Regions from separate parts of the Mus musculus genome. Here regions 1 and 3 are each linked to region 2. A link is a contact called in public HiCAR-type and promoter capture Hi-C data. All regions are on one chromosome and are shown on one strand. Each heading gives the region's core, a stretch centred on a gene start, on an enhancer-like site or on the middle of the called end of the contact. The rest is flanking DNA. Distances are from core to core; before and after follow the strand shown.

Evidence for each region. HiCAR-type assays count read pairs that join an accessible place to other places. Capture Hi-C pulls out chosen DNA fragments and counts their contacts.
Region 1: a promoter capture Hi-C map of adipose tissue shows a contact between it and region 2, with 4 times the contacts expected there. The contact joins the promoter of Qrsl1 here to the promoter of Prep in region 2. A contact is called at or near these places in 1 of 484 Hi-C or Micro-C datasets (uterus), 1 of 115 datasets of contacts at active chromatin or transcription factors (embryonic stem cells) and 2 of 9 other capture datasets (adipose tissue and liver).
Region 3: a HiCAR-type map of astrocytes shows a contact between it and region 2, with 6 times the contacts expected there. The contact joins the promoter of Cd24a here to the promoter of Prep in region 2. A contact is called at or near these places in 1 of 484 Hi-C or Micro-C datasets (embryonic stem cells) and 3 of 115 datasets of contacts at active chromatin or transcription factors (astrocytes, embryonic hindbrain and large pre-B cells).

Annotation. Positions count from the first base shown.
Region 1 is chr10:43,900,353-43,903,533 of GRCm38.p6, reverse strand. Qrsl1 (glutaminyl-tRNA synthase (glutamine-hydrolyzing)-like 1) reads left to right here and starts at 1,798. Exons shown (of 11, transcript NM_001081054.2): 1 at 1,798-1,920. The coding sequence starts at 1,897. It overlaps Rtn4ip1 (reticulon 4 interacting protein 1), which reads right to left and starts at 1,727. Exons shown (of 9, transcript NM_130892.5): 1 at 998-1,727. The coding sequence starts at 1,271.
Region 2 is chr10:45,065,195-45,068,650 of GRCm38.p6, reverse strand. Prep (prolyl endopeptidase) reads right to left here and starts at 1,435. Exons shown (of 15, transcript NM_011156.3): 1 at 1,276-1,435. The coding sequence starts at 1,320. It also overlaps 2310075K07Rik.
Region 3 is chr10:43,577,784-43,581,012 of GRCm38.p6, reverse strand. It overlaps Cd24a (CD24a antigen), which reads right to left and starts at 1,844. Exons shown (of 2, transcript NM_009846.2): 1 at 1,691-1,844. The coding sequence starts at 1,759.

The sequences.
Region 1 (3,181 bases), core at 549-3,048, 1.2 Mb after region 2:
TCCCATAAGCGAGACTGACAATATTTTTGCCAGTTTTTTCCAGAATTAAAGTAATTTATAAATACAAATCAATTTGTTCACCACTATAATAGAACCACAGTATAGAATATAAGAATACATTTAAGGAATGCTCTCCCCAAGCTGTTCAATATGACCCAGCAAGAGAAATTAGGATAACATTATCCCAGCTTCAGCGGGTGTATAACAAGAAAACACATTTAAGCTGGAGGTGGGGAGTGGGGAATGGGGATATGAGAAATGACGAGGATGCTGTGCCCCTATCAGGAGTTCTGCTCTGTTGCTTGGTACACTGGGCCTATAACAGAAGCTGTGAACCGTGGGACAGCAAGAAGGATACAGGAATTACATAGACCCAGACTCTGAACTGATGGGGAAACATAGCCAAACTCTGGAGCCTGTGCTGGACCCTAAAATTACCACAGAGCAAATTAACTGTAGATATCACTTCTCGGTCCCAACTCATATGTGAAAGGAAACAAACACATTTAATAAAAGATTAAAGTATACCTTAGCAGTTGTGACAACAAAACGTCGTAAATATTTGCAGGGATAGTATCAGAAACCAGATGGCTCTGCCTATAGTGGTGCTTGCTACCAAGCCTGGTGGTCAGTTTAATGCCCGGAGCCTACCTGGTAGAAGGAAGAAACTCACTCCCACAAGATGTCCTTTGACCTCCACTTGGGCCCTGTTCCACACACCCAAACACAAAATAAATACATGTAATAAGAAACCTAAATGACTCCCTCACGCCAACCTAAATGTAGTCTATTAACTAGGTGTGGTCTACACCTGCTAAATCCCAGGCCTGGAGAGGCAGAGCAGGAGGGCGGCAGAGTGGAGACTAGTCAGTGGTATACAATGAATTGGAGGCCAGCCTGGGCTAGACAACGACCCCTTGTTTCAAAAGAAAAACAACAAAACACCTGTGTGCCCAGTGAATTTTGATTTAAAACCAAACAAACCCGGACAACTTACTTCTCATATTAACATCTATAGGATTTACACTGGCAGCGTGGACTTTGATAATGACTTCATTTGGATAGTGTATGATAGGTAACATCATGTTCTGGGTGAATCGAAGGACTTCATTCTTTCCATATTTATCTATCACCCAAGCGGGCATGACAGTGCTCCTCGCAGACGTAGTACTAATGCCTCTAAATGGTGGCTTTGGGATAACTGTCCTTCTCCAGAAGCAGGCGGCGGCACAAGCACTTCTTCTAAGTACACAGGTCTTCAAAACGCCCATCCTGAGCAGGGATGGAGAACGTTTCCTCGAAAAAAAGAAAAGAAAAAAAGAAAAAGAAAAAAGAAAGGAGGAGCGGGGGTGGGGGGTGCGACGGTGGAGAGAAAGGACCTGAAGCAGGTCAAACTAACACATTTCAATTCAGCCAAAATCTGCCAAACCCACAGGTCAATTAAGCGAGGGGGAGCTTTCAGAAGCAAACTCAACCTAAAGCCGCGACGGAATTAAAATAGAATTGCTACTGTGCTCCCCACGTCAGAAATGTCCCAGTTGGCGTCCAGTCAGTACACTGGCCATTCCTTCCTTACGCTCTCCTTCCCCTTAAGGAAAAAAAAGCAAGCAAGCAGGGAGTCCTCAGAGGGACAAGCAAACAAGGCTAGCAATTCCTAGGTCAGGCGGATTCCTGACACGACCCCGGCCGCGGTCTCCTTGCCTGTCCGCGCGCCTCCGGTCGCCGGCGCGCGAGCCAATCGTGTGCAGAGATCATTTCCGCCGCCCGGAACTCGACCAATCCAGGCGCTCGTTGTTAAAGAGGAGCCAAGATGTCTGCGCCCATGTAACGCCGGTGGCAGAGATTGACTCCTTCCTCTGTTCCGGGACCCGGTGCTACCGGCTGACTCCGAGGGCTATGCTGGGCCGGACTCTCCGAGAAGTGAGTGGACATGGCCAGGAGGGGACCAGGGAGGGCTGAGACACTGGAGGACTCGGAAGTTCAAGGTCGCCCCGGGTCACGCCGCACGGCACGCCCCCCCCCCCCGACCGCCTACATTCCTGAGTGGGAAGTGGGATTCGAACCTAAGCTCTTACCGTACACGCTGAGTCAATCCCCTAGAGTCAGAACGTCAAAAAGTTTGAACCCCTGAGCCGTGGAGTGGAACGACAGTCAACCCGCGCGATTAGGGAGAGGTTTCTCAGACAAGCCATCTCAGTCCCGTCGCTGCTGTGCTCGCTTAGGGACGGGGCGGTTTTGTAGCATGCACATTTGAAACAAACAAAAAAATTGGTGGCTTAAAAAAAAAAACAAAAAAAAACTAGGATTTCTACCACATCGTGTTTGAACATCTACTTAAGCTGTAGGTCGCAACCACAAATGTAGGAGAAAATGTGACAGCAGTTTTGAAAGGGAAGGAGGAGTGTTCCTGAGACAGTGGGCAAAGTTAATTCAAAAATCAAACTGTGAGTTGTGAGTTCAAGGTGTTTCTGACCGCACCCAGCGGTGCTTCCTCACGACTCTCTGCAGCAGGGTATGTGTGCACTGCCCAGCAAATGCTGCCGGAAACATCTCAACTCAGAATCGAGAGTATTGTTTATTAAGATTTAACATATGAGCAACTTTTCTAAACTTGTAGAAACATAATTATTTAATTTCAGAAAGCAAAACCTTTTAATATTTTACTAAATCGTTTTTCAGCTTGTCATACCCTAAGTGTGAAATGCGTGCATCTTTGGGATTTGTTGCTTTAAGGTGCTTGATTCTAAAAATGGCTGAGTTATTGACTTGAGTCTCATTCAAAAATCACTAAATAAGTTTTGATGTGAGATTATTCAGCTTTTTCCCAATATGGCGCTAAACATGCTCCTACAATTTTGTACAACATATTTATGCAAAGTGGTGTTCTCAGCACTGATATATCAAATCAAAATATTGGTAAACTGAAAAAAAATGAAAAACGTTGAGGAAACCTACAGCCAGGATTTAATTCTTTATTTAAAAATAAGCAAGTCTATGCATTTATTGGTATGCAGGTTTACTTTCATCTTTAATAGTAGAATTATGTACACCAAATAATTTTGTAAATATCTATATTTATTTATTTATTTATCTATTGTATATGGGTCTTTTGACTGCATGTATGTCTGCACACCAGAAGAGTGTATCAGATCCCATGTCACTACAGTCTTAAGTGGTTGAG
Region 2 (3,456 bases), core at 186-2,685:
AACCTGAAAACCGAAAAGACACTCAAGACTCAGAGTCGGAACAGTTTCACATCTTTGTACCTGGCCCACGGCAGAGCTCGGCCATCTAGATGACAAGTCAAGGCCTGTCAGCCTTAATAGTCCATGTATAAAAGGGGGCCTCACACATGAACTCACAACAGGTAAGACTTGCCCAATGTCACCCAGGTAGTGAGGGCCACCAACAACAGCATTCAGGTTGTCTGGGAGTTAACCAGTCCCCTTGAAGATGAATTCAATGAGCAAGCAGTTAAACCAACTGAGAACATGGTTCCCAGGGGTCACCCATTAATGCAGCACAGATACTTGGACGTTCACTTGAAAAGGAGAAGGTCTTTAACACTGAGACTTTACCTCCATGTGTGATGTGCTGAGTTCAGAGTACATTTTCTGTCATGAACCAGATCAAAGTAAACAGGAAAAAAAATAGAATGGTATTATACAAAAATATTTTTACTTTGATTCTATTTTAAGTAACCTGAGAAACCAGGTTGTGACTACAGGAATTGGGGTCCTAATGTTTGGATTCAATCCACTTAAGTCCCAAACTACTTTTTACACACACACACACACACACACACACACACACACACACTTCTGAATTTCACTACCTGGGTCTCAAGTTACCTGCAGTTCACCTGCAGCTTAGGTAAACAGTTAACTCCCAGCGGGGAAAACTTTCCTTGCAAAAGGCCACCCCGTCTTAACTTCCTTTCTTAAGCGAACCTGACTGGCCCCAGCACACTGTGGGCCCACTGCTCCTTCCCCAACACTGCCTCCCTTATTTGCATCCCAGCAGCCAACGTCAGGCACCCGATTCGGGACAGCACAGCCTTAAAGCGCAATGAATGAGCTTCAACTCTAAGGACTTGCAAATTCCAAGTTCTCAAAGTTTGCTTTTGTTTTCAAATCTTACATCATTTTTCCCACGCACACACACCAGCATACACTTGGTGCTACCACCATATTTAAGCCAGACTGCTTCTCCTCTTAGAAGCACAGGGGTACGTTCTGGCTGCCCACTGGCCCCAGATGCCCATGCCTGCCCGGGGGGTCTGTCCTTGGGGCCGAGCGGCGTTGACCACGGGCGTGGACACGTGGGCCGAGGCCGCCCGCTAGGTTCAGGCTGGGAGGAGCCCCGCGACCCGGGCGGCTCCGCAAACAAAGGCCGGGGAGCGGCGCGGGGCGAGCGGGGGCTGCGGGAACCGAGCTGCGGGAGGCGCGGGTCGGGGGGCGCGGTGAGAGCGGGGTACTCACGGAGGTCTCGTCGCGGTACACGTCGGGGTACTGGAAGGACAGCATGGCCGGATCCGGGCGCGGGCTGAAGGGGGGAAGTGCGGGCGAGGCTGGGCGCGGACTGCGGCGGAGGGCGGCGTGCGAGCGGGCGAGCGGACAGCCGGCGTGCACGGGCGGACTCACGGTGGGGCAGTGCGCCAAGCAGGAAGACGCTGTCGGCAAGGCCGGGAGCCCCTCCCCGGCGGGCGGGCCCAAGCGGCGACAAGAGGGAGCGGAGTCGCCGCGCGGGCGCCGGAACGGGCGCACAGCTCCCTCTGCAGGAGCACCAGCCGCGCCCGGGCGCACGGAGGAGCACGCTGGCGACGCCGCGCCACGCCGCTCGGCGACCGGCCTCCCGCAGCCCCGCGCTACGCCGCCTCCCCTCCTTCGCGCCCAGGAAGGAAAACTTTGCCTCTTCCCTGACCTAGGCCGGCTTTCCCCAACCCGCCCGTCCGCCTGCCTGCCACCAGCCACTCTGTATATGGAAGAAGAAATGCTTCAAGGTGATCGTGAAGGAAGTACAGCTTCCTCCCTTAACCCTTGATGGACACGGACTGCTCGGCCTCCAGGCTGAAGAGGTTCTTCAGAGGTGTTGCCAAGACAATGGATGATCCCTTGTTGGAGATTTACTGACTGATGGGGAGCGAGGTGAGAGAACTTATGGTAACCTAGGGTCCTTGTCTGACCCTATGGCTCCTCCCTTCTGCTTCGGGTTTTGTATTTTGAGCAACACTGTTCCTGAGTTGTAAAGAGACAAGATACCTCCTGCCTGATCTCAAACCCATCATGAAGACTGACTGACTACACTTCTCTATCCATGGGCCTCCTTTGTAGACCACCCAGAAGAGGCATTGTAGCCCCAATTTTCAATGTGTATAATGTGTCCTTGCCTTCCTACTTGCCATGGGAAAGATAGGGCCATCAGTAAAAGTCTGCATTATAAGAGAATTCTCACTGTTGGTTTCTAACTATTAAGGCTCATGTTGCAGGCTAGCACTACTGAACCCAGTCGCCAGGGGCTGCCAGGAGGTCTAGCTCCTGCCATCTCTGTGTGCAGTGCGTCATAAAGATAATCCCAAGGACACTTGACTCAGAGAATCCCCAGATAAGCGTTGATGCCTCCTTAAATGTTGATTTGAAAACTGTTATTGTCCCAGTTTTACAGTTGAGATAAACTGGAACTTTGTTTTGCTCAGTTTCACAAATAGTAGGGGTGGAGAAGAAAAGAGAGCCAGGATTCAGTCCCTGAAGGCTAACATTTCATTTCTACCTGTCCGACGTCTTCCCCCTCAGAAGGCACATAGAGATGCAGTTTGTTTGTAGTTTACAAGGGCATCCTTTTTAGCAAGAGAAACTTGAGTTTGACTACTTATGCTAGAAAGACTGACAAGTGTAGCAGCAGCTCATTATTATTATTATCATTATTATCATTGTCCCTGTTGCTGTGATTAAAAAAAAAAAAAAAAACTCTGACTAAGAAAACAAACACAGGGAGGAAAGGATTTGTTTTTGCTTACAGGTCAACATAACTCATTTGTTCTACAGCCCAAGTCTACCTGCTCATGGATGGTACTTCCTAGAGGGCTAGGCCTTCCTATATCAAATAGCAATCAAGAAAATGCCCCGCAGACATGCCCAAAGCAGATCTGCTAGCGGCAACTCTTCCATTATTCCTTCTCCCCCAGTGGGTGTGTGGAACTCACAAGCCATGACAATACTCAGGGAGGAATGGAGCCTCTGATACCATTCACTTTCTCTCCTTAGGGTCAACCACGTGTCCAGCTCCTTGGACCTCGACAGCTGAAAACCTGCACTCCCTGGTTGTATACCCTTCATGTTTTCCAGGTTCTAGATCTGTGCTGTCCCTTTAATCCCGTAACAAACTCTATTTAACAGATACAGAAAAATCTCAGCCACCTTAAAGCGCCTAAGTCACCCAACACTAAGACAGAACCAAGGCTCCCTTACTTCAGTTGGTCCTAAAGTCCACCTCCCTGTTATCAATGAAGCATTTGAACTGTTTTAGAAATGGAAGTGTTATCTCCAGAATAAAGACCAGAGTGTCTCTGTTACTGAGGGGGTGGGTAGGGGCATGGGGAGCACCTCCAAGACAGCCTTCAGCAGCATCTTTTTTATAGCACTGATTGAACTTTGTCCCTAAGA
Region 3 (3,229 bases), core at 595-3,094, 1.5 Mb after region 2:
TCCCAGCAACCTAGTGGCACATTCACCGCTGCTTTTGCAAGCCGTGAAATGCACAGTCCGGCGAGGCACGTGATACTCTCCTTTGTCATGGAACAAAGGCTGATCCGAGTTTTTAGCCCTCACTGAAAGGAGGGTTTGCCAGGGCTTGCTAGAGCTTCCGATTACAAGCAAGAGAGAGGGCGACGTGGCACCCAGCAAAGAATCTAGCCACACGTACTTTCGGCGGCCCCTTGATAAGCCCTCCCACATCAGCACCTTTTGTTCTACAGGCGTAAGGTCATTAACCAAATATTGACTGAAGAAATGTGCAAATTGTGTCCAAAGTAGATTAGCCACACCTGATCCAGTCAATTATACTTACTGGGTGCCTACTGTGTGTAAGAGAGCTTGTCCTATCGGGAAGTGGCATTCACACAAAAAGGAAAACATTAATATGCTAAGTTGTTTAAAACAGGGAGCCTGTCTTAGGGGTACCGGAAAGTAACCGCTCTTCATTTATACAAAGAGCTTTTAGTACAGCAGGTGACAAAAAAACTAAATAATAATAATAATGATGATGAAAAAGGAGCCCAATGTTCAGTCTGAGTCTAGAGGTCCTCTCTAACACCATCAACAAAATTTTACGTTAATTATTAAATTGGCATTAAACAGTTTTTCTCCACCAATCTCCCTTGATTTGTTTAACCAACACCTCCCTCTCAACATTTCGGGGGGGGGGGGCGCCCTGGGGAGAAGGGAATCTGAGTGAGACCAACCAGTTTCACGATGCCCAGCCCCTCCTAGATGGGGGATCGGGTGAACTGAGAAAGGCCCCGGGGCACAGTCAACCCGCAGCGAGAAGACAATGGGGTATAGTTACCCTGCCTGAGAAGGGGAAGACGAAGCGCGCCTCAAGCTCTTGGGCTGCTCTCCCAGGTGAGCCCGGACCCTGGATCTCTAGGGACCAAAAATCCGGCGCTCCCAACTTTTCAGGGGCAAAAAGCCCTAGGGACATCCCTAAGCGAACCAACCGCAGTGAAAAGCTACAGTCGGATTCTCTGAGTCCCGTCCCAGTCTCTCAGGCTCAGCTCCAGGTCTCATTCTGGGCGCGGCGCCTTCACCCTAACGCAGCTAGAGCAGCGCCACCCATGGCGTTGGGGGGCAAGATCTGTACCCGGGACAAATCTAAGAGAGGAAGCGTCTGTGGACTAGGACAAAGCCTGACGGAGAATCGGGACACTACAGTCCTGCCCTCCGTCTCTATAATGCCCGGGGATTCTAGGTTGGGATGGGGCTCCTAAGGTGGCCAGGGATGGAGGTGTGGGGTCGCACCGCGAGAGTTTGTGCAGTCGGGAGGTCCCTAACTAAGCTTCAAGACCTGTGGGAGATAAAGCCACAACCAGGGCTTCCTGGGTGATCTCCAAACCAGTTTGGACGGTGGAGGATGGGCGTGTGCCACGCTCCCCCGAAGGGGACCGTTCCCTCTCTTTGTGTGGTTCGCAGGGAGCGCGAAGACCTTCCGTGAGAAGGGAAGGGGGCGCTCTCTCGAGGGAATCCACACCACGAGTTCCCCAAGTCAGTTACACAAAATTCTCCCCCTACCCCAGTGCCTGGCCGGAGGCAAAGACTTTGCCCCTCCTACGCGCGCGCGAACACACACACACAAGCCCCAGGACGCGTCTCCAGTGCCCAATCGAGAACAGGGTCTCACCTGCGTGGGTAGGAGCAGTGCCAGAAGCAGCAACCCCAGCCCTAGCCTGGCCACCATCGCTCTGCCCATGTCCGCTCCGTCGGCGCGCGGCGCGACTCTCTAGATGTTCGGTAAGTGGAGATCTGCTAAGCTCGCGCGGGCGCAGGCAAGGTGGGGAGCGCGGCCGGCCGGCGGGACCTTATATACCGGGACAGCCACAATAGCCGTGACGTGCGGCGCCCGCCCACCCGTGCTCTCCTCCTCCCCCGCCGCCTCCCCGCCCCCACCCCCACCCTCCTGTGCGGCTCTCACGGCCCCTCCCCCGCCGCCTGCACCGGCCCGGGGTGACTTGGGATGTCCCGGGGCGGCCAGCGCGGCAGGTGGGCGGGCGCCCCGGGCTCTGGCACAGCTAGGGTTTCCCCGGGCAGGCTGCATGCACAGGCGCAGGCGACTCCCACACGGGACCTGGGGCGAGCACACGAACCACACACGCCGGCCGGCCCAAGTTTCCTTTGTTTCCCCGGCCCTGCCATCTTACCCCCCAACACGAAAAGTCGAAGCCGCGGGCGCCGCGCAGACTGCGCGGAGCTCAGGGCTGGTTTTTGTCAAGTGCCGGCTGCAAGGGGGAACGGGACAGGCTTGGCAGGTCCCCGGGCCGTGGTGCGCGGGGTTGGCGAGGAGGAGACCGGGCGTCGCCACGCACTGTCCCTTGGCGGCTGCACGGCAGGGATCGCCAGGATCCCGGGCCCCAGCCGTGAGTATGCTCGGCTGGGCGGCCGCCCCTGGCTGCTTGCTTTGTGTTTTGAGTTCCTCTAGTGCTGCATCAAGCATCGCGCACCCGGCCATACCCGGGAGCATCCAACCGGACCTAGGCAACAGCCAGCTGCGCTCGGCCACGGGGCGGGACATTGCGAGGGACTGGGTTTCGGTCCCAGTATTCTCCACGTTTCTGGGGACGTGCTTGTTCTGCCTCTGTGGCACAGTACTTGCTCAGCGTTCGAACGCTTTCTTATTCAAGCCATTTCCACCCATAGTTGCCTTTAAGTAATTTGACAAACCGATTCAGAAAGATTAGTCATCCGTCTGTACATTTTAGTGGAATCTTTCTTTCGACCTTCTTTTGTGAAAACTTCAAAGCAAACTTTAAAACAACTTAGTGGTAGAATATTTTCTAATCTTTAATCACAGGGTTTAGGACCTTCCTATTTAAAGTTTAGCCCACGTGTTTTACAGACCTTAAAGCAAAACAAAGCAAACCTAGCAACGGTGGAAATTTGTTTAAATTTCAATTTTTGCAGAACAGCCTCGTAAAAACAAAGTTTTATGGCAGCAAGCTGACAATGGACTCCACAGTCGTTGGTTTGTGGCTGCCTGAGCCTTACCAAGTCAGCCACAACCGCTCAGTAACTTTCCACGTGTGAGGTGTGCTTGGGCGCACAGGAATTTTTGTATAGCGCCAGTGAACTTTCTGTTTAACAGTTAGCACACTGTATAGAAAGGTCGTTCTGTGCCCAGCAACGGCGGCGCTCCTCTCCCAGGGTGGCGCAAGGACTGACTCAA